Regions from separate parts of the Sus scrofa genome. Here all the other regions are linked to region 4. Evidence: chromatin contacts called from public Hi-C and HiChIP or PLAC-seq data. All regions are on one chromosome and are shown on one strand. Each heading gives the region's core, a stretch centred on a gene start, on an enhancer-like site or on the middle of the called end of the contact. The rest is flanking DNA. Distances are from core to core; before and after follow the strand shown. Region 1 holds the start of RSRC2 (arginine/serine-rich coiled-coil protein 2). Region 2 holds the start of ZCCHC8 (zinc finger CCHC-type containing 8). Region 3 holds the start of CLIP1 (CAP-Gly domain-containing linker protein 1). Region 4 holds the start of DENR (density-regulated protein).

Region 1 (7,068 bases), core at 454-2,953, 160 kb after region 4:
TCTCATCAGGTGTCTCTGGATCTCCTTGCCCCGCCCCCACCCCCCCCCCCCCCCCCCGGCTGTGCCCCCAAGTGTCCCTCCTAGTCTCCCTCAAGGATCTGGGCATTCTGTTCTCCCTAGTTCCTAGGCTAGGGGTTGAATTGGAGCTACAGCTGCCAACCTACACCACAGCCACAGCAACGCAGGATCTGAGCCTTTTCTGTGACCTACACCACAGCTCACAGCAACGCCAGATCCTTAACCCACTAAGTGAGGCCAGAGACTGAACCAGCATCCTCACTGACACTAGTTGGGTGCTTAACCCACTGAGCACAATGGGAACGCCCAAGAAAAGAGTTCTTAATAGAAGTGTAAACAGGAGTACAGAAACAACGCATATTAGAATAAACAAGAGCTTTAATGGCTATGTTTGGGTGGTAGTTGGGAGGAGATGGGAAGGAAAGGTTGGAGTGAAAATTTTCATGGGTCTCAGTGTCCTATCTCTGTAAAAATAGTTAAATAGTGTCAGCCTCCCAGGTCTGTCACACTCAACTCTTTCAACAACTGTTTATTGAATGCCTAATACATACCAGTCACTGTTCTAGGAGCTGAGAATACAGTATGAAATTTATATTCTCACAGGAAGGACATACAAAAATAAAATATACTGCGGTATTGAGTAGGCAATGAAGAGTGAATGAATCACTCTTTTAATCTACACAACAACCCACTTTACAGCTGAGAAACATGAGTCAGGGACTAAGTAAATGGCCAAGGTCACCTAAAGCGAATTGATGATGTAGCTATACTCATCTGCGAATTTGTAGACTCAAATTCACACCAGCTGTTAACTATTATACTGCATAATTACAAAGAGTGTACAAAAGAAGGGGGGGAGGAACGCCTAAGAAGGACCTGTTTGGCAACTGTAGACATGTGGGCAGAGACCCTAATACCAAGAAGTCAACTATGCAAAGCTCAGGGGGAACAAAGATGCAGGCCCGGTGCAAAGGCTCAGAGGATGGACTGAGTTTGGGGCGGCTGCCAGGCCTGAGCAAGAATGGAAAAGTGCGGGAACTAGATAGGTGGAGCTAAGTGAATCCCCAATCTCAAGACTGGGTTAAATCCTCAGTGCTAGGGAGGGAAAGATGACCAGGAACGTGATTTTATTAACGATTTGAGATTACACTGGCTGCCGGGTGAAAAGATGAACGAATTAGGCAAAAACAGTTTCAGCAAGGCCTTCAGGCCGTAAATGCTCTCAGCTGGACACCGGGGCCAGCAAGAACCCAATCTCTCTCCCGCCAGCGTCTAGTGGGGAAAACACCCCGGACTGAGCTGAGGCCTCTGCTACTTCAACATAAGCCCACCCCCCGCAAGCTACAACAGCGCGGTTCCCCCTCCTCACCCGCAATTGAAGAAACTAAAGAACAGTCAAGTTTACAGCCCCTCTTCGGACACCCACAGCGGCTCCTAGACGCGTCAGGGCCCATCCCACAGGTTTAAATTGGCGGGAGATCACCAAGCCCAACCCCTTTTACGGCAGCCAGCGGAGGCCAAGATTGCTTAAGAATCGAAATAGGAAGTCGCCCCACCCTAAATTCCACCGGTTCCGAGAACCAGGAAACTGCATTCTAGGGTGTGTTCTTGGCCCCGCCCCATCCCTGGCCTTACACGCCCCCTTCAAAAGAACAACCAATCACCGTTGAACAGCGTTGCTACAGAAACTCATCACCACCCCTTTTCCTCCCAGCAGGCTGTGCGACGCGCCGGGCCTTAGCCCGTTTGTGCCATCCGGGTCTCTCGTTCGAGCGATTCAGTCTGTGGCGAATCGTCTAGGCGGCCGGTACTGTGGAAAGCGGCAAGTGGAGGCGCCGCTCCAGCGGCCAGGACTGTGGACTATGGCGGTAGGTGCCGAATCTGAGTTTAAAGTCAGGGATGTTTCTCTGCTACTGTCCGAAGAAGGGATGAAGGGCTCCCAGAGCTGTTGTCCGAGCTTGTGTGTGGACAAAATGGCGCCGCGGCCTTCTTCTGCGCCCGCCATCATGGCTGCCTCCTTTAGGGAGGGGGAAGTGAGGCGGTGTCGTTGGGGGTGGGGAGCCGCAGGGAGTGTCTTTTTTTTCCAGAACTTTCCTCATCTCTTTCCCAGCTGTGTGTTCTTTTTGGCCCACCGAACTGACTGCAGTTTAGCTTAGTCTAGTGATTTATATTGAATTTTGTTAGGGCTTAGGCATTTATATGTTCGCGGTGGGACCTGGAGTCGTCCGTGAAAAGTGTTGGGTCATAAAGGCGGTGCCTGTAAGGGATAGAAACGTGGGGGGCGAGCGGTCTTGTAGCGTTTTTGTTTTTAGTTTTTTCCTTTTTTGCCTGAGTGCTAGGAGGCGATTCCAGTTGCATAATTTCCGTTAGTGTTCCATCTGTGTACTTTAGTTTATTCCTTAGCAGCTAGATAACGTGTTTCTGGAAGGGAGTAAAAATTCGATTTAATTAAGAGAAGATTTTGGCACTACGAATTCTGATTGATGCTCTGTTTCCGAAGTGGCTTTCGATGCAGTCATTTTGAAGTCTGAGAAACATAATCCAGCCCTGTCGCTGACGTTGTTACTTTAAACTTAAGAGTTCTTCATTGGCCCATTTAATTTTAAATGGAGAGTACGGTTCTTAAATCACCACTTTCGAAAAATAAACCTTCTTTGGGTATAAGATGTCCAGTCCTGATAGATCACATTATTGTGTGATTACTTCCTTTTACTTATCCTGTTAAAAGAAAAATGCGAGAATTTTGTATTCTTTTTCCATTGACTAAAAAGTTGTATTTTCTTGTTTTTGGAAATGAAGCATAAGTAAAACCTTGTAGCTCATCCTAATCACTGGAGTACCTGGAATTTAGAAATCATGGAAGATCCTCCCTCCTCCCATGCCCAGTTGATTTGATTTAGAACCCCTTTTTTTATTAACCGATTTAGAACTAGTTTGAAATCGCTTGGCAGGCTATTTGTGCAGCTAGTCGATGGGGTGTTTTTCTTTGTTTAAATCGTGTTTGGGGCCTCTTAATCTACTTTAAAGAATAGTATTATTTTATTTGGGCTCAAATATTTTTTAAAAACAGTTCAAACATTTGTTTCTGCAGTGCCTCCTTCAGTAAAAAAAAATCCCCTGGAGAAGTGGCCTACTATTAAATCCAGTGTACCTTCTTTGCACTGGAAAGAGATTCCTATGCTATGTCTTGAGTGTTATCAGGGTTTTAAAGAAGACGTAATTTTTTTAAAAACATGGTGTTTTTCTAATAGAGCACATGCTGGAATGGAGAGCATTTTTGCATTTAGCCTTTAAGATTTGCTTGTAGGTCCTTCCTCAGTTGAAATCTTAGGCATTTTCAAAGAAGTTTTCATACTTAATCGATTTTACCTGGATACTTTTTGATATGCTACCATAAGTAATAAAAGTCTTGCTTGGGCTAAGTGGCCACTTATTCATGTCTTTTTAGTGATATAGTGGTTTTTGTTTTCCTATAGTATTTCTTAACAGATGAAAATGTTTAGTGTAAGTTATTGCAGAGTGCTTTCTCCTAAGTCAAGAGTATTTGACTTCCCTATTTCGGGGCTTCTGTGATGTTAAGCATGTAGTTAAAGTATTAACTGAAAACTTAACTGACTGGGCTAGTCGCTGACATTTCCATGGGAAGGTTTTTGACTCTAGTCATGATGTCTGTAAAAGTGAATGGAGATATGCTGGTGATTCAGGAAAGCTGCATCTGTTGGGCAGAAAAGTGGCCTGCCCAGAGATGATAACAGTGCATAACGTTTTTGCTACTCTTTTGCTAAGTGTAACTTTACCAACACATAGTCTTTGTAGTCCTTAAGAATAGTGGTGAGAACAAGAATGAAAGAAAAATGACCAATGTTAGTTTTGAAAATCAAAGTCATCTTTAGTTGTGTGATACAGTATCGTGTATTAATAGTAGAAAGCGAGCGGTTCCCTTCGTGGTTCAGATTCTGACTAGTATCCATGAGGATATGGGTTCGATCCCTGGCCTTGCTCAGTGGGTTAAGGAACCGACGGTCGCTGTGACTGTGGTGTAGGTTCCAGGCACGGCTCAGATCCTGCGTTGCCGTGGCTCTGGCCTAGGCCTGCAGCTGTAGTTCTGGGTCGACCTGGAAACTTCCATATGCTGCGGGAGCGGCCCTAAAAAATGTGCGCGCGCACACACAACAGTAGTAGACAGCAAAGAAAGTACCATCTTAAGTGAGTCAGCTAATGTTGCTGGATCTCATCTGTAAAATCAGAAAGTTGAGTTTGAGTCTAAGGAATGAGAGCCTTTCAGCACAAAAATTTTACGATTCCACAAATCACCCATACATCCGAAAACCAGAGAAGCATGTATGCTTGAATGAGCCTCCACTATAGTTAGTTGCTTCCTCCTGTATCTTACCTGTTTTTTGGTAACATTGTTGGAGGCTCAGCACATACTTTGTCTTTCATTTTAACTAAGTTGTTAATCCTCCCTTATTTGTTATTTTTGAAGTCTTGCCTCATTGGGTGCATTTTTGACCCTCAGAAGATAGTTATTGGATGGATAGATAACACCTTTCATACTTCATTTGTTAAAATACTCATTTAGATAACTTGGTGTTTTCTGGACTATTCAAGGGAAGAAGTTCAGTATTCCTCCTACTGAAAATGTGTAGTGATTCACTATTTATCCAATCAGATTTTTTCTGTAAAGAGCAAGTTAGTAAATATTTTTGGCCTTGTGGACTACATATACAGTCTCTGTCGCATTCCTTACTTGCTTGTTTTAACAACCCTTTTAAAAATGTAAAACCATTCTTAGCTGAAAGGCTACGGCTTGCCAACTCATGGCCTAAGTAATGAACTCACCAGGAATACCGACTATTTTCACATTTGCTCTCTGGTCAGATGGGTCACCACAGTCCACTTTCCACATATGATTGAAACTTTGCTTCACATTTTTTCAGAACCTGACTTGCGAACATTCAGGTTCTAGTTTCTTTTTGAGCCTTTTTTCCTGTGATTCATTTAAATCAATTTCTTCCTTTGTGGTACTCTGTAATTTGTAATTTGGACCACACAGTTCTGCAGATACACAAATACTTTTTTTTAAATGGAAAACTCATGACTGGAATTGATTTCTTGATTTTTTTTTTGATTGATTTCTGCGCTGAATACTATGTTATGATCAAAGCAGGTGAAATTGCCTTTTGTAACTGGAAAACAACGGATACTTAGATGAAGGAACCTGCTCTCTTAGGTAACCTTAATCAGGTCTCTGGGAAAGAGTGTATATGCTTGGCTATTTTAATTTTTTAAAAATTTATGTTGTGATAATTTATAAAATGCTTTAAAGTAGAAAACTTAATGTTTCCATAGCCCAGAGCATATGTGAGGAGAGGCAGACCATTTTTGCTGCAGCACTGTGCCAAGGGGCTTTCATTAAAGAGGGTTAATGAAATTAAGATTGGGTTCTCAGATAGGTAAGTTAATTTTCTGTTTATTCTTTTACAGTAGTTTAGAAGCAGTCCCTGTGCTTTTTAAGATTTTTACAGTCTTGAGTCTGTTTTAACTTTCAATAGCGCATTTAAAATGCCTTTTTAATGTATGCCAATTTAAAATACAAGTATTGGTAAATTCAGCTAAATTAATGTCACAAATCTAAAATGGACACAGTTCCCACTGTGGCGCGATGGGATTGGCATTGTTTCTAGAGGGCCAGGACGCAGGTTCCATCAGCCCAGCGCAGTGGGTTGAAAGGATCGGGCATTGCTGCAGCTGCAGGATAGGTCACACCTGCAGCTCAGATCTGATCCCTGACCTGGGAACTCCATATGCCACTGGGTGGCCAAAAAGTAAAAAATAAAATGGACTCTATTTTTTATGCTTGAATATTTACTGGAAATACTTGAGGCCCTTGTTTTCCCCTTCCCCCGTTGTAAAGTGTTAAACAGGGAGCACCTGTCCTGGTTCAGTGGAAAAGAATCTGACTGGTATCAATGAGGATGCAGGTTCGATCCCTGGCCTCGCTCAGTGGTTTAAGGATCCAACGTTGCAGTGAGCTGTGGCGTAGGTTGCAAACTCGGCTCAGATCTGGCATTGTTGTAACTGTGGCGTAGGCCACCACTGGCTACAGCTCCGATTGGACCCCTAGCCTGGGATCCTCCATATGTCGAGGGTGCAGCCTTTAAAAAATGACAAAGTTAAATATATATTCATCCAATTACATTTGTCTTTTTGTTATTGGTTTAGTCATTTCAATTTATTCAGGTCTGCTTATCAAATAGAAGCCTATTTAGCTACTTGAAAATTAGCTGTTGTGATTATTTTCATTAATTTTGTAAAGATCAAGGATGATTATCTTTCCTCTCTTCCCACTCTTTTAAGAAATTGGAAGCATTTTAAATGCAATCAAGAATTTACAGTCATATTTTTCTCTAAACCTTTAGGCTAGTGATACAGAACGAGATGGACTAGCCCCAGAAAAGACATCCCCAGATAGAGAGAAGAAAAAAGAGCAGTCGGATGTATCTGTTTCTCCTAGAGCCTCAAAACATCATTATTCAAGATCACGATCAAGGTCAAGAGAAAGAAAGCGAAAGTCAGGTATGAATTGCTGGAAATGGTACCACTTCCAGCATTTTTATAGTCTATGTAGAAATGTGTATAAGATATAAATTCATTTTGCTGGTATTATTAATATGTGTTATTCCAGGTGAGAAATGGATAGTGAAAGTGCATTGGTAACTTTCAGGAGAATTTTTCAATTTCGAGGAATACAGATGTTCTAATACAGGAATTTTATAACTTGTCAAGGACAAAATGTATGTTTAGTGTCACAGTAACTATTTGGTTAGCCCTCAGATGTTTATTATCCTTTCAACATTGGTAAGACAGTATTTCGAAAGATGTAGTCTAGGCAGTAGTGTGTTCCAGACTTACTTAATGTCTTTGACATAAGTTACAAGAACACTTTTAACCTTGTTTTTCTTTTTAACTTTTAACATTAAGTTAAACATTATATAACATTAATATTTCTGAAAGCATGAGTTTTGGTGTTTTAAAATGCTCCTTATT
Region 2 (7,093 bases), core at 3,914-6,413, 180 kb after region 4:
TGGCTCGGATCCTGCGTTGCTGTGGCTCTGGTGTAGGCCGGTGGCTATAGCTCCGATTGGACCCCTAGCCTGGGAACCTCCATATGCCGCGGGAGCGGCCCAAAGAAATAGCAAAAAAAAAAAAAAAAAAATCATTGCCCATTTAAGGTCAGCTATATTTGGTGGGGTAGGACCACCTTAATTTTTAATGTTTCAGGGAAGATTTTTGAAGATATAGAAAGTTGTGATTTGTTGAATAACGCATAACGATACTAGGTTTTATACAGCAACTTGGTATGGTACACAAATGTTCAGATATTGGTTACTGCTAGTGGAGTTGGCTTTTCATTAAAGAGATATTTGACTTAAACTAAGCCACACTAAGTTGGCTATTTTCAAACATGTCAGAGGACCTTTGTTGTTGCTTTCTTTGCACTATTCTTACAGCTACCTGCATGGCTCTTTCTTAGTTTTGGTTTCTGCTCAAATATCACTCTTAGAATCTTTGTCACCTGCCTTTTTAAAAACAGCAAGCACTCTACCCCCACTTTCTACTTTGCTTTTCTTTAAAAGGCATTTATCTGTACATTGTCTAGCATGTTGTACATGTTCTCTTCAGATGCCTACTGAAATGAAGTTGATTGTTGTTACATCCTGCTCTATCCCAATACCTAGAATGAACATTGCCTTGAATTCTGTAGCTGCTGAATGAATGTATGGAAGGAATGTATGAGGTCACATATATACTGCAAAAAAATGTGATCTACCAATACTTGTGAGAGAAGCACTTTTTATTCCTAGGTGAATTCATTTTAATAGTATGTTTTATATCTTATTTAGAGTGAAGATGAAGCTGGATGTAGCTCTGTTGATGAAGAAAGTTACAAGACATTGAAACAGCAGGAAGAAGTATTTAGAAATCTGGATGCTCAGTATGAAATGGCAAGATCACAAACTCACACACAAAGAGGAATGGGATTGGGTTTCACATCATCAATGCGAGGAATGGATGCAGTTTGAAGAAAATCACACTTAATATTGGGACTTTATAGACTTCTGGTTCTGATGTCAGGTCCTTGTTCACCAAACAGCTAGCATTCTAGCTTGCATGGGTGTTGCATTGACTTTAATTTATTGAAAAATACAATTTTTTGTAAATATCAGATCAGTGATACTGGTGTTAGTGTTGTAATCAGGTTAAACCCACTTCCATTAAACTTGACAGGATTATAGAAGGACAATATTTTTTAGTTCATGAATTCTACTTTTCAAATATATGAACGCTGCAGGTTGGGATAAAAATCTCATACATGGATTTTTGGTGTCCACTGTCTTGTGTACTTTTGTACTTAACCTTGTACAGTTATTTTCATCTCTTGAAACATGAAAGAAATGTTAATGTAGATGTTCTTTAGAAGATCTGGCCATTTGGTACATAATCCAGCACAAATAAGCTGGGTGGTGATGATAATAAAAATGGTTTTCTCAAAACTGGTGTTAATTTAAGTTACCTGGAATTCTTATTTGAATTTGTTTTATGATTTTTGTAGCATTTTGCAATTGCTATTAGAAGACACTGGCTTAGAAGTTCCTTTTTTTTTTTTTTTTTTAAGAACAATTAACTATGATACAGGCAATACCATGGTGAACAAAAATGTAAAAGGAAGTCGGGAGAAGTGAACAAACTTATTGAGTAATACTGTTTTCCTACTATAAGGGACAGAATTGGTGTACAGTATTTGTTAAATATTCCATGTTATTCAGGAAATAGATTAATACATTAAAGGGATGTAAGCACTTTTATTTTAATAAAGTGCCTTATAACAAGTTCTCTGTATGCCCTTTGCTCATTATCCCTTTTGAATTTTTCTCTACTATAAAGTACTAAAACAGTAGAAAATCACTTTGTCACTACGTTGAATAAATTTAGGGCATAAATTTGGAGGAGAGAGTACTACAAAATTTGAACTTAATTGGCTTTCATTACAACAAAGTCATAATTTCTAGCTTTCTGTAGGGAAAAAATCCTTTGAAAATAATCTCCACAATATAGTAGCACAATGCAGCAGCAGAAGTCTGCTCAATATGTTTAGTTTTCCTAGAGCACAATGATTCTCTGGAGAGATGGCTCTTCATGCTTCAGTGACAAAGTCATGTTTCTGGAGAAAAGATACCATGGTTTTCCATTTTGAAATCATCCCAAATTGAATTTTATGTTGAGCTAAAGGTTGAATTGGCTTCATTAAAATTTTTTTCATGGCTTGGAGTTCCCCGTCGTGGCACAGTGGTTAACAAATCGACCAGGAACCATGAGGTTGCTGGTTCCATCCCTGGCCTTGCTCAGTGGGTTAAGGATCCAGTGTAGCCGTGAGCTGTGGTGTAGGTTGCAGACTCGGCTCGGATCCTGAGTTGCTGTGGCTCTGGCATAGGCTGGCGGCTACAGCTCGGATTGAACCTCTAGCCTGGAAACCTCCATATGCTGTGGGAGTGGCCCTAGAAAAGACAGAAAAAAAATTTTCATGGCTTGTAATGCACTGTGGATATAAAAAGTAGGCATTAACTGCTACCTGTTTTTCTACAGTATTTTAGGATCTGGCAGTTCATTAGGGGTGATAGGGTCCATCCTGCATTCATCTAGAGTAGTAATTTTAAGAATTTTTGTAGCTAATTTTGATCCATTTATTATATCTAGAATAATTGAATAGGTAACTGGTATTTTTAGTTGAGATTTTACAAAATCCCAGTTGGGACTAGTTACATTTGAAGTTACCAATAGCTGGAGTTCTCTTTTGATGCAGTGTGTTAAAGATCTGGTGTTAACATTGCAGCAGCTTGGGTCTCTACTGTCCTGTGGTTTTGATCTCATGCCTGGGAATTTCCACAAGCTGGGGGTTGGGGGGGTGGTCAAGAAAGTTAACAGTAGCCACCATGTGGCCAGGGGCAACCATCCTGGACCTTGCAATTTAGAGGTAGGCGTATGGGCAATTGTTAACTTGTATAATTAAACTTCAAGAAGCAGTTATTAGAGGCCTGGGGCCTGGGAAGTTAACAGCTTGGCTCAATTGGAAATGAGTTTCAGTTTATAGGGAAGATACTTCACAGTTTTTATGTGCTTAAACTTTTTCCTAGCTGCTATGAAAGCTGTGCTTTCAGTTTCAAAGTCTCATATTCCATGATGGCTTTTATGTAACAGGAACATAAGTTGCTATCCAAGAGATACCTCAAAGACATGGTAGGTAGGTAAACAAGAAGATAAGACTACTCTATTTGAGGCAAGTTATGATAAACTGTGTGAGAGCAATTGGCTTTGAGGGTAAGATTACCAAATTGAAAGATGAGGTGATTTGGGTGATGATAGGTTGTGATTAAAATTAGAAAACTTAAATACCATGTAAGAAGTAGGCTGGCAGAAGATAGCAGAAATTAATTTGTTATATATCATTCCAAGTTAAGAGTTTCACAGGTGAAAAGTTGATTTAAGTATGTACTTAAATATAATTTCTCTGGGACTCAGTTCTCCCACTGGCCATTCATCAATTTCTGTAGTCTTACCCTTCTCAATTCCAGTCCTATAGAAAGTCCTAGACTTTCCACTCTTCATTATACAGTCTCATTCTCTAGATAACAGTTGTATTTACTAACCTTGAGATCATACTTTGGGGGGGGGAGCTTACTCGAATATCTAGCTGCCTAATATACACCTTTACTAGGGCCTAAAATTTTACCTTCAATTTACCAGTAAAACAGTGCTTCAAAAATTTCTTCCACTATTCAAGTTACTCATCTGTTTTAGGATAAAATTATCTCAAGGTACATCATAGTCAAAATTGAACTCACTCTTGGCTTCCAAACCTGGTCAACATATGTTGTTCTCTATCTCTAGTAATCATTTATTCAAGTTTGTTAAGTCAGATCCTGGCAAATAATTCACAACCCTTTCCTCTCCTTCCCCATAACCCTTGAGTTATCTCTGTTCTTTATTTTTCAAATATCCTCTATTAAATACCAACTCTCCACCACTTGCCACTACCTAATCTAACATTTGTTGATTTTATTACAAAAATCTATTCCATCTGTCTCCTAGACTGCCACCAATTCTTTTCCTACCATGCAATCAGGACCATCCTATCAAAATGTAAATTTGTAGCTCACAGACACACCACCTGTTTAAAATGCTTACCAATTTGGGGATGGGAAGAATGAATATGCCTAATATGGTCTCTGAGTACTGGCCTAATTAACGTTCCACCCCGGGCCTCCTCTTGCTCCACTCTGCCTTTTCATACGGAATTTTTTTCCTTTTTTTTTTTTTTTTTTTTTTTCTTTTTAGGGCCACACTTAACAGCATATGAAATTCCCAGGTTAGGAGTTGAATTGGGGCTGTAGCCGCCTATACCACAGCCACAGAAATGCCGGATCTTTAATCCACTGAGCAAGGCCAGGGACCAAACCTTTCATTCTCATTCTCATGGATGCTAGTCGGGTTCGTTACTGTTGAGCCACAAGAGGAACTCCCTATTTTGCTCACTCTTGCATTCTCAGCTCCTAGAACAGTACCTGGCACACTGAATGTGGTAAATAAATGTTACTGAATGAATGGGTGATTGAAGGAGAAACCACCAAAAGCCACAACAGACAAAGCTAAAGTAACCTAAAGCTTGAGCTTCATGGAAAAAAAAAAAAAAAAAAAAAAAAAAAAACCAACCAACTGAAGTAGCTTCTCCAAGATTACAAATGTATCCTATGGCAAAGCTGGAGTTCCTTATTCTCTAGTTTGGCACGCAACCACAACATGTGATAAACCATGCATCGTGCTCTGATTTTTTTCAGCCTTAGATACATAACAGGGACAACTCGTAACATTTTGATCTAGTTGGGCTTTCTTCACGTTTTAAAAGGACCAATCCCAGTATGCAGTGCAAACAATGAGTTAACAGTCGCTTAGAAACCACATGTCCCAGCATGCCATGCTTCGGAGCAATCTCAGAGGTGGGTCTGAGGAAACGCCGTTGCATTCTGGGAGTTGTAGTCTCACAGGACTGGCCCGCCCCTTGTGCAGCTCCGGCGGCCTACGTTTAGGAGGAAACCCTACTGGGTGGCTTAGATCGGCCGGAGCCGGGAGAGCGGTGCCGCCCAACAACCTTGGCCGCCGGCCGGGTGGCCAGCTCCGCCTCTTCTCGTGTCTTTTCCCACAGCCCAAAATGGCGGCGGAGGTGGATTTTGGCGATCTAGAGCTGTTCGAGGCGTTTGACCACGCCGAGGAGTCGATTCCGAAGCCCGTTCACACCCGCTTCAAGGAAGACGACGGCGACGAGGAGGATGAGAATGGAGTCGGCGACGCGGAGCTCCGGGAACGGCTTCGGCAGTGCGAGGAAACCGTCGAGCAGCTCCGCGCCGAGAATATCCTTCCCCTCGCTGGGCCGTGTCACCCGGGCGTGTGGTGGGTGCGGTGCCGGGAAGAGCGCGGGCGGAAATTCCACCAGGGCCAGAACTCAGGCTGAGAATCTAGGGTTCAGATTGCGTAAACTGTCCCCCAGGCCTCGGCGCGGGACCTCTCCCTTAGTGGGATGCGTCTCCTGGACTTGATTCGCGCCTCCCGCCCCCCCCCCCCAATTCCGGGGCCGGATTTTAGGGTTATTTCGGACAGTTTCAACTGTTAAATTGTAGGCTCTTCACCACTTGTCTTCCTCTCTTTGGAATCACTACCCGACTTCATTTTCTGCAGCCCAGCTAAAGTTGATGAAGCCGTGTTATAGTTAGGAGATACCGGCTGTTTAGACTTTGGCGCAGATCTGTCTTTCCAGTGGGGCAGAAGTGAGGGGTCCTGGGATGTAGAGTCGGGGCCCTTAAGGGTTCGAAGCGCGGAAAGAAAAATGGTTAATTGCTTGAAGAACATTGAGGATTCATTTTAAAGTTCTTCCACTTTAAAATAGCTTCCGTGGTGAAGATGTATTGCAAAGGTTTAGAGAAGACGCGCCAAATCAGTTTCCGTTTGTCTTTAGTTTACAGCCTTTCTAGCAAGATGTGTGACTGTTTTTTCACATTCTTAGAGGGTTTTTGTTTTGTTTTACTATTCATACAGATAACTTTGGTTCAGGTAGTTTTGCTAATGGAAAGATCCCTGAAAGCGGTTGGTAAATCATCTTTTAAGGTTTAAGAGGTCATTTTTTATAATGCCTTTTTCCTCAACATTTTATTATGAGAAATTTCAAAATACAGGAAAGTTGAAAGGATTTTACAGTGATCTTTACAGAGTCCATCCTAGCTTATTAGGTCCTTAACAGTGTCTTATGCTGCATGTACTTTATTTGAATAATCATGATGCTGCTGACTTGGACAATTATCTTTAGTGAGTGGCTGTTTAACTTCTGACAGGACACCGTTGTCTGAATAACGTTTTTGGTTGTCTGTTAGTCTCTTTTGAACTGCATGAACCTGCCTTAGAAAGATCACGTTTAAAAGGATGAAAATGATGTTTTAGTTTTTAGGTCCTGTTACCTAGCCCTGCAACAAAGCAGGTCAGCAAGTGTGTCATCCTCAAAATATTTGTCTTTTAACTTTCCTAACATTGATACCAAAAGTAAGATTAGTAGTTGAAGTTTATGATCTTCATATTTGTATTTACTGAGGGCTTACTCCTTAACAAGGAATAACATCAGGAACTTAAAAGAAAATTGAACATTCTCACTCGACCAAGGTATGAGATCTTGAAATGGCACTTTAGTTGTCCTTTGTTTTTTTATCCTGGTATTAATATTTAATTAGTTTTTTTTTTTTTTGTAAAAAGAAGGTTTAGAAATTTTGTATCATTTTTATTTGTTCAATATATGCTGAAGAAATCAGAGTAATGATCCTTTATTTTTAATTTATTAGGGAAAACTTGAACTGCTTTCAAACAAAGTAGAAAGGATAGTACAATCATAAGTTTAAATTATAACTGCTTGAAACTTGAAACTGACTTATTGGGTGAAAATATTTATGAAACACAAACTGGAAATATTTGCCTTAATGTTCAGAACAGACAGGTTATCAACCCAGCTGTTCCTATTCACCAAACATTTCTGGGAGGTTAGAATTAAGATTACAGTATTAATCTAGGTGTAGATTTATTCAT
Region 3 (7,653 bases), core at 4,397-6,896, 240 kb after region 4:
GGGTCGAAGAGGAGCTGCCATGATGGGAACTGGGCAGACAGTCTTAATTGGTTTCAGTGATAAAATTAATTTTTGGTCCAGACAAATCTGAATGGTTCGTCATGTGCTGTGGGGTTTATTTTTGGGTTTCCTTTCTTTGTAGTTTAAGGCACTATCCTGCTCACTTTTTATTTAAAGGAACCAGCACTAGCTCCTTACCTTGGCAAGGGAATGTGAATAGTTCCTAAAACACTAAAGTTCACTTAAACATTTATCCTGTTTTTGACTTTATAAATCTCTCAATTTTTAGCGGAGATGGATGAAATTGACAAGGACTATGGTCTCATGCATTTCATCCCCTATGGGCATAAAACCAGTGGAATGAGATTAACCCACCTTGATTTAGAGAACCACAGAGAAGTCAAGGTTGGAAGGTGAGGACTTGCTCTTCAGTGCTGTGCTCTCCCCAGTATGTGGAACAGTGCCTGGGACACAGCAAGGGGTCAGTAAATATGTGATGGATGAGAGAATGAAATTAATGTGACTGGTTTCTGAAACAGTGCTAATAAATGTAGATGTAATTTTAAAAATAGCAGAGTGAAAATGAATTCTTATATTCTTCTTTATAAAGATTAATTATGGAGTACCTCTTAGGAGTTCCATTAAAACATTTTATTGAGGTATAATTGATGTATAACATTATATTATTTTCGAGTATAAGACATGATTCACTATTTGTATCTATTGTGTAATGATCACCACAGTAAGACTGTTTAACATTTGTCGCCATACCCAGTTGCAAAAATTTTTTTTCTTGTGATGAGGACTTTTAAGATTTACTCTCTTAGCAGCTTTCAAATATGCAATGCAATATTATTAACTTGGAGTTCCTGTCGTGGCTCAGTGGTTAACGAATCCGATTAGGAACCATGAGGTTGCGGGTTCGATCCCTGCCCTTGCTCAGTGGGTTAAGGATCCGGCGTTGCCGTGAGCTGTGGTGTAGGTCGCAGACACGGCTCAGATCCCGCGTTGCTATGGCTCTGGCGTAGGCTGGCAGCTACAGCTCTGATTGGACCCCTAGCCTGGGAACCTCCATATGCTGCGGGAGTGGCCCAAGAAATGGCAAAAAGACCAAAAAAAAAAAAAATTTATTGACTATAGTCATCATATTGTATGTTATATCCACATGACTTATTTATTTTATAACTGGAGGGTTTACATTTTTAACTGTTATCTATCATGGTTTAGGAGCTTCAAAGAAGAAAAAAAGACAGAAAACATTTAATTTAGAGTGCTTTTGTTTTGAAAGTTTTTGTGTCATTTTCTATTTTAAAGGCTCTATAAATCCGCACATCTTTTTCAAAATTTACAAAGTACTGAATGGCAATAAGAGCTACTTGTGCCTTAGTGAAACATTTAAAATATTTTAAGAGTAAAGAATTTAAAACCATTATTTATAGCAATTCTCTCTGGATATGTGAGATTATAACTTTTGTTTTCTTCATTTTGCTTGTTTTACTTTTATGTAATGAACACTTATTTTTTATTTTTTTATTTTTTTTGTCTTTTTGCTATTTCTTTGGGCCGCTGCTGCGGCATATGGAGGTTCCCAGGCTAGGGGTCTAATCAGAGCTGTAGCCACCGGCCTATGCCAGAGCCACAGCAACGCGGGATCTGAGCCGCACCTGAGACCTACGCCACAGCTCACGGCAATGCCGGATCCTTAACCCACTGAGCAAGGGCAGGGACCAAACCCGCAACCTCATGGTTCCTAGTCGGATTCGTTAACCACTGCGCCACGATGCGAACTTCTATTTTTTATTTTTTTTAAATAAAGACAGGAGTTCTCTTGTAGAGCAGTGGGTTAAGGACCGAGGGTTGTCACCGCAGGGGTCGCTGCTATGGTGCCATTTGATCCCTGGTCCAGGAACTTCCACGTGCTGTGGGTGAGGAGTGCACACACACAAAAATCACTGGAAAAAAGTCCCCAGCTACTTAGAATCATACTTAAGTCTATACTGCATTCTTTACAAATCTAATCTACTATGAACCAGTGTACTCTGGGTGTGGGGGTTGGTGTGGATCAAGGGGATTGGAAACTGTCTCTGCAGTGCCAGGGGGCATGTTCAATATCCAGCAAGCACGGTGGGTTAAGGATCTGGCCTTCCCTGAGATGAGTGTATGTCAAAACTGCGGCTTGGCTCTGATCCCTGGCCCAGGAACTCCACATGGTATGTGGCAGCCAGAAACAAAAAACGAAAAGCTAACAACTTTCACTGCCACCCTCCCCTCAAAAAAAAAACCCAATCATATTCTGGGGATGCAACCAGAGCAATGAATGAGCCAACAATCCTTGCTCTCTTGAAACTTATATTCTAGTAGGGGTGGAGTAAGATAGGTAATAAATAACATAATCAACCTTTTGTACTGTGGAAAACTGTCAGAGAAAGAAGGAAGCTAAAGAGCTGTGTAGAAACAAACCATGAACATCTATCACTTTGCAGAGAATATTCTCATTTGTTTGAGGACCTCAAATCCTTAAATACCTTTTGTTTTCCTTTTCTTTTTTCGGCCACACCATGTGGAAGTTCTCTGGGCTAGGGGTCAAATCAGAGCTGCAACTGCCGGCCTATGTTAGAGCCACAGGTCAGATTCAAGCCCATCTGCCACTTATGCCACAGCTTGCAACAACACTGGATCTTTAACCCACTGATCGAGGTCAGGGATCAAATCCGAACCCTCATGGGTACTAGATAGGCTCTTAACCCACTGAGCCACAATGGGAACTCTTCTCTCTCTTTTTTTTTTGGTCTTTTTAGGGCCGCACCCACAGCATATGGAGGTTCCTAGGCTAGGGGTCAAATTGGAGCTACAGCTGCTGGCTTACACCACAGCCACAGCAATGCCAGATCCTTAACCCACTGATCGAGACTAGGGACTCAACCTGTGTCCTCATGGATACTAGTCAGATTCGTTTCCACTGAGCTATGATGGGAACTCCCTCTCTCCCTCTCTCTCTTTTTTTTTTTAAGAAATCAAAGTAATACATGCACATTTCAAAAAATAAAGTACACCAGGGTTTATAATGAAAAGCAGCAGTTTGTTCTGCCCATCCTCCCAACTCTGTTCTCCAAAGACCACCACATTTTTGCCTTTAGTTCTTCAGGTGTAACTTCTATATCTCTGAAAGTATACCTATATTCTTATTTAGTTATCATCTCTGGACATGATCTATTGAATTTATGTTGTGACTAAAGCACCGCTTCCCCTCCACACAGGTCTATCACTATTTGTAGTTATTGGTTAATTAATGACATGATTAAACTTTTATTTTTTATCCTTTCTAGCCAAAAAAAAAAAAAAAGTATTTAATGACTTCCCCGCCTTGTAAAATGAAGACTAGGGAGCTCCTATCTGACTTTCAACTTCTGCCACTCTCCTCCACCTTCCAAAGTCTTGTCCACTGAGCTGTTCTAATACTTTTACAGAGGACATGTATTTAAAAAAGCTCAGTGGCTCCATCTAAAAACAGAATGCTTAATTTGAAATAGAACTGACCAACTTCTTTAGTCCTAACACCAGCCACACCATGGGAATGAGCACAGTCAATGCCCTGGTAGTAGGGCTGGAACTAGGCCTTGGTCACAAAATTTAAGGGGGCTTTAAAAACTCAGTATTCAAGGAAAATATTATTTTAATGAGATTTTGTTTGTTTGTTTGTTTGTTTTTTGTCTTTTTGCTATTTCTTGGGCCGCTCCCTAGGCATATGGAGGTTCCCAGGCCAGGGGTCTAATGGGAGCTGTAGCCAACGGCCTACACCAGAGGCATCTGCAACCTACACCACAGCTCATGGCAACGCTGGATCCTTAACCCACTGAGGGAGGCCAGGGATCGAACCTACAACCTCATGGTTCCTAGTTGGATTCGTTAACCACTGAGCCACGACAGGAACTCCAATGCGATATTTTAAACACTGAAATTAATGCCAAAAATTCCATGATGAACAACATTTAGAAATAAAGATAGGCTCAGTAGAATGATTAGAGGAGGAGTTCCCATCGTGGTCAGTGGTTAATGAACCCGACAAGCATCCATGAGGACTCGGGTTCAATCCCTGGCTTCGCTCAGTGGGTTTGGGAATCTGGAGTTGCAGTGAGCTGTGGTGCAGGTCAAAGATGCGGCTTGGATCCTGCGTTGCTGTGGCTGTGGTGCAGGCTGGCAGCTACAGCTCTGATTCAACCCCTAGCCTGGGAACTTCCATATGCCAAGAGGGCAGCCCTAAACAGACCAAAAAAAAAAAGAATAAGAGGAGATAAGAGGAAAACAGAAGTGTTTATTTGCATCCCACTCAACAGTAGTCTCTGCCTTTTTCTACCGCATCTATGATTATATAGGTTGTGCATTAGTGCTGAAAAGTATTCAGATGAGAGGGTGAGGTATGACTTTCAGATTAGGAATATCCATACTGGATACCAGGGGTGCCACCACACTTTGACCTTGCAACTTGCAAACTAAGGTGATGTTGAGTTAGGAAACAGGATTTTTGTGACTTAAGCCTGAATCCAGGGGAGGTGCCAGCAGATACATTTACTTGTTTGTTCAGAACTCCATGCATTTTCATTGCAGTTCCCTCCCCCTGCTCTGTGCATGCCTGTTGGTCCAAGCAGCACCAGTGCTTTGAATAAAGGTCAGCAAGGGGGTCACCCTCCTGATTATTCCCTTCCACCAGAGAGGATGGGGAAGCCCTGGGCCCCCTATCCACTACTAAGTCGTTGTAAAATACTGGGCTTCACCCACAGCTGCAAATTCCTTCCAGGAGCTGCAAAGCTTCTGGGGTTGCCATGGTCCATGGGAGTGAAATGCTGGCCGCCCTCCGCTGCACCGGCCCGGAGCAGGCTGTTGCTGCCTCCCCTCCAGTCCCTTTCAAAAGCTTTTAAAGGAGATCCCTGTGGGGAGGTGGGAGGACAGGACGTTAACCAGGGCTTCCCTCCAAGCGGCTGAGGCGAATAAAAGGCTTTTCTCAAACTGACGGAGCAAGTGTTGGGTTTGTTTCAAGGGATTTTTAAACTCTCGGTCTTTCCCTGGAGGGAAGGGGAGGGAGGAGATGGTCCTTCTCAAGCTTCATTTGCTGCAGTGCTTTCCCCAGAGGTTGCTCACCCTGGGTCTTACTTGGAGGGCGAGGAGGGCAGAGAGGACGCTCCCTAAAGTTAACCAGCTGTGGGCAGCTCCTCCGAGCTTATTTCAAAGGATTTCTCACCCTGGATCTGGCAAAAAAGGAAAAGAAAAAAGAAAAAAATCAGCTGCAAATTAACAGGCTGTGCGATCAAGTCTCAATGGAGCTCTCGGGTGTGACTTGCAAATTCTGGGAACACGTTCAGAAAATGGGGAACTAACCGAGATGATGAGAAGCCCCTTGGTCCAGGCCTCTCGGGTTTCCTCGCACCTTCTTCCCCATCCCGGTCCTCTCTGGGATCTGAGAGCTGGATGGCGGGCGCGCCGGGGGTCTGAGGTTCGTTTCTCCAGAGCGGCGGCCCGGGTGCAGACAAAGAGGCAGCGGCTGGGGGCTCGGACGCGGAGCTGGCGGCGGGGTCCGAGGCGCTGGGCCGACCGGAGTGGGCGCGGCGGCGGAGCGCGCGGGGTGGAGCCGCCGCGGCGTCTTCTCCAGGCGGCGCGCGCCCGCCCGGCCCCGCGGCGGCGCGTCACGCTCTCCCCCGCCCGGAGCCGACGAGCCGGGAGGCGGGAGGCGGCGGCCGCGCGGCTGCTGCTGCTGCAGTGGGGCAGGTGGCGGCGACTGGCGGCTACCGAGGCGGCGGCGAGCGGTGAGCGGGGCGAGCGGGCGCGGCGCGGGCCCTCTCCCCTTCCCCGTCCCCTCCTCACCTTTCCCCTCCCGCCCCGCCGGGCCCTCTCCTGCCCTCCCGGCTTGGGGTCGGGGGCCGGCCCGGCGTCCGAGAGGGGGACCGAGTCCCGCGCACCGCCCCCCCTCGAGGGGTTCCGGGGAGCCCCAGGGGGATGGCCCTGGAGGCCAGGGGTCTCTGGGGTGCTCCCCCGGAGCCGGAAAAGTCGCCGGCCCTGTCAGCGCCGAGCCCGGCCTTCCCTTCCTCCGCCCGCCTCAAGATGGAGCTTGGACTCCTTGCCCCTGCGCCGCCCCAGGCGCCGCTCCCTCCCTGGCGTCCCTCTCTGCTCCCCTCGGCCCTGGGGGGGTGGACCCCCTGGAGGGGCCGAGGCCCGGCGGGACCTGTTGCCCCGGCGGCCACCTGAGCATTGCCCGGGCCCTTGGCAGCGGTGCCCGCGAACCGGAATGGAGGGCACCCTGGCCGTGGCCTCGGCGGCGAGCTGACCCAACTGGCCTGGGGCCTGGCCGGCCGTGGCTTTTGTCCCCCACACACAGCCCCCCCGAGTGGGACTGATTGTTGGAGAAGGTAGATGATGAGAGGTGATAGGGATTTCTGAAATAACCCCGCTGCCCCGTAACCCGAACCTTCTGCCTCGGCAGGGGATTGGCTCTGAAGGCAGATGACACTTGTTCAGAGGTTATTTTAAAAGCAGACACCACTGCTTCCCCTCCTTTGGCGGTCCTGTGCTTCAAATATCTGATTTTGATCTGGGGAGAAATCCTGAACTCATCTTTCTCCACTTCATGTGGCTTTTCCATCTGGCAGGAACCGCGCCCCACCCCCCCCTCCCGTCACAGCCCCACCTCTTTGCTTTGAAGAAATTACACGTTCAGTCTGCAATGTTTCGATACCTGTTTTTAGCAAAACCTGGGCGCCAATTACTGTATTTTAAAAGGAGGGTGGAAAAAATGCTGCATCTTTTTTTTTTTTTTGGTTCGGCAGCCTTGACTTCTTTCTGTTCTAGGTTAGGACCCTGCCTGGCCAATAAGAGCTTTGTATTAGTGTTACTGCTGTTGCTCTTATGGTTGTGGTTCTGGTTGGTGTTATTTTTATTTTTTATTTTTTAAAAACTGCTACTACCTATAGTATGCACAGCCTAGAGACCAAATGTATTAGACCTTTGGGTTTAATGATAACCTTTGACAAGAGTGCTCAGGTATGTTGCTCCTCAGCTTTGGTGCATTTTTCTCTGGAAATGTTAACCTTTATTGAGGGTTTCTGGTGGTCAGGCCCTGGGCTAGTGTTTCGTGTGTCTTATCTTATTAATTAATCTAACCTGTGACTGTGCTATCATTATCCCCATTTTACAGAGGAGGCATAGAAAGGTCAAGGACCTTGCCCTGCCCAGGGCCACACAGCTGATAAGTGGTGGTGTCAGGATTTGAGCTCAGGTATTCTGACTCCAGGTGCTTTGTTATTGAATTAGTGTGGTGGCTGTCTGACAAGGAGCAAGGCTGGCCCTTATTAAAGCAAAGACAGTGGGTGTTTGCTTGGCCAAGGGCTTGTCCTGGGTTTTTAAGGTTCAGAGAAAGTGAAGTACAGCTTAGGCTTCTGCTAGGCCTAGTTCAAAAGGTAAAAAAACAAACTGGATGGACCCTTCGAAGGTATTCTAAAGATAAAGATGGTGCTCTTCCCTGTTTTTCTCAACAATTGCTTAAGCTCCTACTTGAGTTTGAATATGGCATGAGCGGATCTGGTTTCTGTTCTTCAAGAGTTTAGAATTTGGTGCTCTTATTTACCTTAAATTTTTTTCATCTAGTGTCTGATATTAAGCCTCTTG
Region 4 (7,399 bases), core at 4,697-7,196:
CTATACTATCTGGCATGACTTAAGGTTTTACCACAACCACTTCAATGGGTCTGAAACTAAGCTAAGATGGAAACAATTCCCCATATAACAAAGCCTAAATGGAGTTAGTTATTGCTTTTGATAATCCCACCAAGACACCTACTACTTTCTATTCATACTAACATATTTACAGATTTTAGTAGCACTTTTACTACCATTTCTTTGCAATATACTTTTTCTTTTCTTTTTGATGTTTGCTACATAAGATAGAGAAAGTATGAATTTCCTTCCTTAGAGGGAAAGTTGCTTCAATCTTGTCAATGAATAACTGAAAAAGGCTAAGGAACAAGAAAAACTCAAAAAGCTTCCCTGTTTTTAACTATAATTGTATTACTGCATAAACTGCTTATTTTATTTTTATTTTTAAGGTGAGGAATGGAGTAGTTCAGTGTGCCCAACACCTTGACATTTGTGAGAGGAAGGGTGGTATAACATTACTAATTAATTACTTTATACTGGGTACATGCTAGGCACTTTGTTCTGCTTCGTATTATTATGCTTAATCATCACAACCCTATAAAGATATACCATCCCTGTACTACAAGTGTTAGAACACGTAACTCATTTGCATCTCATTAGAACAGGACTTGAAAAAAAAAAAAAAAAAAAAAAAAACAAGATTTGAACCCTGGTCTGTTTCTGCAGCTCATGCTCTTAACCACTAAATCAGATCATACAACATAAAGGCAAGGTTGCTATATGCCAGCCCACCATCACTCTTTTATCGATGAAGCCCTGAAAAAGGCAAAATAGCTCATCCAATGACACAGCTGATACACAGCAGAAGAAAACTGAATCCAGCATTTATTTCAAGTTTAGAATTCTTTTCCCTAAAGTTCTCCCTGGTTAACCAGAGCTAATTCTGAAAGTTCAAGTTCAAATACTAGAAGGTAGAGATATTCAGCCACACTTTCAGGATATAATTATAGGTTAAATCCCATTACAGCAAATATTAAGACCATAAAACTCTGTACACCACTTCACTAATATTCAGTTCAGCAAAATTCTAATACAATGAAAAACTTTGGACAATTCTTCCAAGTTCCAAGTTGTTATTTGCTTTTAAAGTCAGTATCTCTCCACAGATGACTGTGTACCTCTTTGTATTTAATTTAAAAGATAAAACTGGAGGGTTCCTGTCGTGGCGCAGTGGTTAACGAATCCGACTAGGAACCATGAGGTTGCGGGTTCGATCCCTGGCCTTGCTCAGTGGGTTAATGATCCGGCGTTGCCGTGAGCTGTGGTGTAGGTTGCAGACACGGCTCGGATGCTGCGTTGCTGTGGCTCTGGCGCAGGCCGGTGGCTGCAGCTCCGATTAGTCCCCTAGCCTGGGAACCTCCATATGCCGCAGGAGCGGCCCAAGAAATAGCTAAAAAGACAAAAAAAAAAAAAAGATAAAACTGGCAGGGAGAATCTGAGCCCTGTCATGTGTTCTGCTGTTGACCTGTGGCCACAATAAAATTTATGAATTTGCTACTTATAAAACTGCAGCTTTTCAAGGAAAAGATCTGTCACTAATCATATCACTAAGAGTGGAACAACCTGACATTATGTACCTGCTGACGTGATGCAATATGAAGAACAAAGCCTCATCATCCATGAAACCTTCTGCTCTGATCTCAATGTCTGTGTCCCCTCAAAATTCATATTGAAATCCTAACGCCCAATATGATGGGAATTGGAAATGGGGCCTTTGGGAGTATTATTCTTCTCAATAGCCCTCTGAAGTAGGGTCTACAGTTATCCATTTTATGGATGAGGGAACTGGCCAAGGTCAACCAGTGAGAAAATGGCTAAGCCAGGATTCAAACTCAGATGACTTCAGATTCTGAAGCCTCAGTCTTGTAGATAAATGTTGCCTGGGAAATGACCCCATCTTAGTTGCTCTTGTGTCTCACTATATTCTAACCAGCATTCTGCTCCAATCACCCCTTATTTTCCCTCTACCTTGAAGATACCATATTAAATCTTACCACATTCTTCTTTTTTTTTTTAGGGCCACACTGCAGCATATGGAGGTTCCCAAGCTAGGGGTCAAATTGGAGCTACACCAAAGCAACAGCAACACCAGATCCAAGCCTAAACCACAACTCACGGCAACGCCGGATCCTTAACCACTGATTGAGGTCAAGAATCGAACCTGCAATCTCACGGTTACTAGTCTGATTTGTCTCTGCTGCACCAAAGTGAGAACTCCACCACTGTATAATTCTTAAGAATTCCTTCAGCTTTCTTTGCAAATTCTACTTATTACCTAAGGCTTCTCACTCCCTCACTTCACCTTCCCAGCTTCCCTCTGAACAAAGACCCCTCCTTTTCCTGATATCCTATTTCGTAGTTATAGTCAGCACAATTTAATATTCCCTAAGTGCTTCTCCTACAACTAGACCTTAAATTCCTTGAGGAAAAGGTAACTCCATCTCCATCTTAATGCCTGGAGTATCAATACAAACTAGGGAGGGAAATAAAAATAAACCTTTCTTAAAAAGATTAGGGACCTCTGGTCAACACATTATCATTGGGATGGACTGCTATTTAGTGCAGCTGTTCAATCCATCTTAGCTGACATAAGCAACTGAACAGGATGGCTTTCATATACTGTAATTCATCAATTTTAATTTTTTTTCCTGTTTTTAGAGAGATTCATCTCATACTGATGGTATATCAATCTAACAATTTTTTCTTTCTTAGTAGAACCTAAAATAATGGTGCATCTTATAAAATATGGAGATTTAGGAATCAAATATGGAGACTTAGGAGTTCCCGTCGTGGTGCAGCAGAAACAAATCTGACTAGGAACCATGAGGTTTCAGGTTTGATCCCTAGCCTCGCTCAGTGGGTTAAGGATTCGGCCTTGCCATGAGCTGTGGTGTAGGTTGCAGACGTGGCTCGGATCCCGCGTTGCTGTGGCTCTGGTGTAGGCCGGTGGCTACAGCTCCGATTGGACCCCTAGCCTGGGAATCTCCATATGCCATGGGTGCAGCCCTAAAAAGGACAAAAAGATAAATAAATAAATAAATAAAATAAAATATGGAGACTTAGATTCGATGAACTAAGATATAAAGAATAATAGGTCTTAAGAACATCTGACAAGGATGGATAAATTATACTAAACTGGTATACTTTCCTAATAATAGCACTTACTGCATCCCATTTTTATGTTAGTTGCTGAACTAGCTTTATAGGAATTATCTAACTTAAGATGTAATCATCACCTTCATTTGACCATAAGAAACAGACCTCTAATCCTAAGTGAAATCAGGTAACTTGCCCAAGGTCACACAGCTAGAATTTAAGCAGGAGCAGCTGATGCCGCCCTAGATAAGGGTGCAATCCTTGGTCCATGACTCCAAAGGCAAACAGTTTAACCATATAAGACCAGCATCATAGTAAAACTCGATCAACCCCACAAAAAGTCCCCCTGTCTACTCTTTGAGGTATTTTACACTAATTTTATTTCAAAGATATTTAGTAAATAAGTTGATTCAACTTTTTAACTCAGTGATATCACCTCTCCTCTAGAGTAATTAAACTCCAGATGAAATCTCTATTAAACACACAAGAATGTAAAGTCCATGAGAACAAGGACCTTTTCTAACTTATTCCTTATTCAGTCCCCAGCACTTAAAACATTGCTAGACACATAATAAGTGGTTGAAAATATTTACTGAAGGACCCACTGTGGCTCAGCAGGTTAAAGATCAGGCATTGTCTTTTTTTTTTTTTTTTTTTTTTGGTCTTTTTTGCTATTTCTTGGGCTGCTCCTGCGGCATATGGAGGTTTCCAGGCTAGGGATCGAATCGGAGCTGTAGCCACCGGCCTACACCAGAGCCACAGCAACGCGGGATCCGAGCCACGTCTGCAACCTACACCACAGCTCATGGCAACGCCGGATCGTTAACCCACTGAGCAAGGGCAGGGACTGAACCCTCATGGTTCGTAGTCAGATTCGTTAACCACTGCGCCACGACGGGAACTCCAGGCATTGTCTTTGAAGCGTCGAGGGTTCAATCCCAGCCCACTACAGTGGGTAAAGCTCTGGCTGGTAGCTGCAGCTCAGATTCAATCCCTGGCCTGGGAACTTCCATATGCTGTGGGTGTGGCAAAAAAAAAAAAAACTTACTAATAAAAGTAATATTTACTTGCCCTTTTACTTTACTGTCTTGTATCTTCAAGTTTTTCTGAACCTTTCCAAGATGCTAGTAAAATTAGAGTATTTCCAATTCACAAATATTTCTTTTGAAAATGAGGAAAAACACTCAAAGGGGAAAAAAAATTTGATTTATATTTTACTAATTAAACCCACTTCCCCAAGACCATCCCATCACTCCAACCTCAACAATTTCCACTTGTTATTGACATCAGCCCTATACTACACTAAGACAAAGCTGCTTATTTCTCCACAGAAATGCATCAAGCTTTATCTTGGCAGCTCTTTGCTTCATCTGGGATGCCCTTCCCCAATTCCTCATCCAGTCCCTGCCATCCCTTAAGAATCAGTACCTTCCAAGAAGCTCACCTTTAATAGCTAGACTAGGAAATAACATTAAGCTGAAATGATCTATTTGCTCATCTCTATTGGACTGCAAACCTCTCCAGGCCAAGTAGCAAAACAGAAGTCACAAGGCTGGGAAAATCTGTTAATCCATGCCTCCTTTTCCCCAATCTCCCCACCTCCCAATTAAATATTCACCAAATGACAAAAACAGGAAAAAAGGATTACTACGACCATATGTGAAACCACTTATTGTAATACATAATACAGTGAATAAAAGCCATTTGCTGCCTTCCAACACTTGCCTCCGCAGTAAAGGACTCGAAGTGGGTAATCTGCATCTAACTTGGTATTGCTCTTCAGGTCTCCTTTGCAATCATGCCCACCAGATTCAGAAATGTCAGCAGCCATTTCACAAACCTGTAAGCAAGGAAAATAACACAACTTCACTCTTTTGGAGCAAGACTCCCAGAGAAATAGTGTTCAGGTGTAGCCTCACCTCCTCCTACTAGAAATCCCCCTACCCCTCAAATCTGTTTCAATTCTCTGCTGAATTAAAGGTACAATTTGCACTAGGATTCATAAAATAAGTAATCCAGTCAACTGTATTTCAATAAAAAATTTTTTTAAAGAAGTAATTCGGGCACATTCTTTTCCAGGTGTACAGGTGAGATTCATAGCTAATGGACCATGACAACTAGGGAGTGGGGGGTACTCGTGGAAGAGGAAGCAATGGGGAAAAGGATGGGGAGGGTGACCTCGGTAGAGGCGGGGCGAAACGTCTGGGGGTGATTTGGAAGGGATGAAAACTGCAACAACAGAGAAAAACCACAAAGCATCTGAAAGAAGATGGAAAAACCTAGGAATAAGGGGTGGGTCACCGGAAGTACCCGGAGTGCAAGGTGTAGGGTCGGCTAGATGACAAGGGAGGGACGCTGAGGAGTCAGGAAAGGGGATGGGAGTGGGAGGGGGCAGGGAGGCCAGAGTCTGAGGAGAGAAAATGCGGGCAGAAGTACCAGGAAGGGGCAGATGTAAGAGCACTGAGGCGATAAGGGCGGCAAGATGTGGGGGTGCGACCTGAGGTAAAGGGGCAATCCCGGGGACACCAAAGGGGCCCATGTGGGCGGGGGTGTGGAGACGCCCGGCCCAGCCCCCTTCCGCCGGGCAGCACCTCAGCTTCCCCCACGCTCTCTACGAGCTTCTTGGAAACGGGAGAGGCACGAGGGGTCATTACCCAGGCGGTCGCACAGCCTCCGCCGCCTCCGCTCCCGCCACTACCGCCAGCTGAAGCGACACATGCGACTCCTCTTCCCTGCCCAGAGCCGCCCGAAAGCCCGTCTGCCAGCCGCGGTCCCGCGAGACAATAACCCTTTATCGCGAGATTAAGGCCGCCGCTGGGCGGCTGTCGCGAGAAACCTGAAGGCGGGGGCGGAGAGGACTAGGGAGCCTGCGCATTTTGCTCGGGGGCGGGGCTAAACAGTCTAGCGGCTGACGGCCAGCAGGCGGTGCTCGTTATCCGTAGCACAGGATGGGCGGTCCGCGCACGTCAGGGGTCGCGACGCGAAAGCGGAGACGTGCGTCTAAGTCAGCAATGACTCTTTATTACTGGGTTGGGAACGTTGCCCAGGGGTCTGGGGTGCATCCTGGAGTCCTGACTAAACCTCCAGCCTGTTGTATTAAGTCATCCTCCGCAGGGAGATTGCAGCTGGAAAAGGCCTTTGTTTTCATTTCAACACCATACCCTACCTTGGCAGAATTCATCGTGAAAAAATGAGTGCTATTTACATTTTTCTCGTCTCCCCACAATCTCATCACCCTATTTTCACAGCTTCCTCGTATTTACCACTCCTTATATGTGTTGTAAATTGGAATTAATTTCTCCCATGTCAAGCTTTCACACACGGTGTGTCTTAGCTTTGCTTCCAACCTAATTTCATTTTGGGAAAAACCCTTCATATCCATCTTCAGCCTGAGCCCTGTTTGTGAAATGGAAGTAACACTACAACACTCACAGAGCTAGGAGAGTTAGGGAAATGGTGATTAAAAAGTGCTTTGTAGGAATTCCCGTCGTGGAGCAGTGGAAACGAATTCAACTAGCAACCATGAGGTTGAGGATTCGATCCCTGGGCCTCGCTCAGTGGGTTACGGATCCGGCGTTTTGTGAGCTGTGATGTGGGTTCAGAGGCGGCTCGGATCTGGCATTGTTGTGGCTGTGGCATAGGCCGGCAGCTGCATCTTGGATTAGACCCCTAGCCTGGGAACCTCCATATGCCGGGGGTGCGGTCCTAAAAAGACCAAAAAAAAAAAAAAAAAAAAAAAAAGTGCTTTGTAGATGGTGGAAGTTGTTCTTTTCTATTTTGCTTTATCCTCCACTCACATCTGCCTCATTCCCCTCCTTCCCTGTAAACTCCTTTGCCACCACCGCTACTGCCCTTAGTTTTCTGCTCAAATAATTATGTTTGCATGAAACCATCTGGCAAAATCATTTGCACCAGAAACTGTGGCCTCTACTCTGCTGTCTTTTTTTTTTTTTTTTTTGGCTATGCATACGTAGTATGGGAAAGTTCCTGGCCAGGAATCATACTCCACACTCGTGCTATAGCAGTGACACCACTGGATCCTTAACACTAGGCCACCAGGGAACTCCCCATCTTTCTTAAGTAAAAGAGGAGTTTCCTCCCCTCTCAAAAAAGAGAGTCAATTCTAAATGACATTAATGAAAGAAGATCTGGTTCCTGAGCCTGTTTGATTCCAACAATAATAGCTTCCATTTATTGACACCCACCCCCTACTATGTGCCAAGAACCTGCTCATTTGGAGATGAAGTCCAGGTGGATTCATCCCCAAACTTCCCTGAGTTCCTAC

Evidence for each region. A called contact is a pair of places that touch in the nucleus more often than the background predicts. HiChIP or PLAC-seq counts read pairs in DNA pulled down with a chosen protein or histone mark.
Region 1: an H3K27ac HiChIP or PLAC-seq map of alveolar macrophages shows a contact between it and region 4. The contact joins the promoter of RSRC2 here to the promoter of DENR in region 4. A contact is called at or near these places in 3 of 5 promoter capture datasets (fetal liver, fetal skeletal muscle and liver), 5 of 47 Hi-C or Micro-C datasets (alveolar macrophages, embryonic fibroblasts, fetal skeletal muscle and 2 more) and 2 of 2 datasets of contacts at active chromatin or transcription factors (alveolar macrophages and skeletal muscle).
Region 2: an H3K27ac HiChIP or PLAC-seq map of alveolar macrophages shows a contact between it and region 4. The contact joins the promoter of ZCCHC8 here to the promoter of DENR in region 4. A contact is called at or near these places in 2 of 5 promoter capture datasets (fetal liver and liver), 5 of 47 Hi-C or Micro-C datasets (embryonic fibroblasts, epiblast stem cells, heart right ventricle and 1 more) and 2 of 2 datasets of contacts at active chromatin or transcription factors (alveolar macrophages and skeletal muscle).
Region 3: a Hi-C map of fetal skeletal muscle shows a contact between it and region 4, with 3 times the contacts expected there. The contact joins the promoter of CLIP1 here to the promoter of DENR in region 4. A contact is called at or near these places in 2 of 5 promoter capture datasets (fetal liver and fetal skeletal muscle), 1 of 47 Hi-C or Micro-C datasets (fetal skeletal muscle) and 1 of 2 datasets of contacts at active chromatin or transcription factors (alveolar macrophages).

Annotation. Positions count from the first base shown.
Region 1 is chr14:30,240,360-30,247,427 of Sscrofa11.1, forward strand. RSRC2 (arginine/serine-rich coiled-coil protein 2) reads left to right here and starts at 1,704. Exons shown (of 10, transcript XM_013982805.2): 1 at 1,704-1,886; 2 at 6,441-6,597. The coding sequence starts at 1,881. It overlaps KNTC1 (kinetochore-associated protein 1), which reads right to left and starts at 1,629. Exons shown (of 65, transcript XR_002338925.1): 1 at 1,388-1,629.
Region 2 is chr14:30,259,360-30,266,452 of Sscrofa11.1, forward strand. ZCCHC8 (zinc finger CCHC-type containing 8) reads left to right here and starts at 5,164. Exons shown (of 15, transcript NM_001190154.1): 1 at 5,164-5,379; 2 at 6,634-6,676. The coding sequence starts at 5,181. RSRC2 (arginine/serine-rich coiled-coil protein 2) reads left to right here. Exons shown (of 10, transcript XM_013982805.2): 10 at 820-1,806. The coding sequence ends at 999.
Region 3 is chr14:30,315,224-30,322,876 of Sscrofa11.1, forward strand. It overlaps CLIP1 (CAP-Gly domain-containing linker protein 1), which reads left to right and starts at 5,647. Exons shown (of 26, transcript XM_021072961.1): 1 at 5,647-5,798.
Region 4 is chr14:30,079,051-30,086,449 of Sscrofa11.1, forward strand. It overlaps DENR (density-regulated protein), which reads right to left and starts at 5,947. Exons shown (of 8, transcript XM_001928848.6): 1 at 5,769-5,947; 2 at 4,840-4,954. The coding sequence starts at 4,945.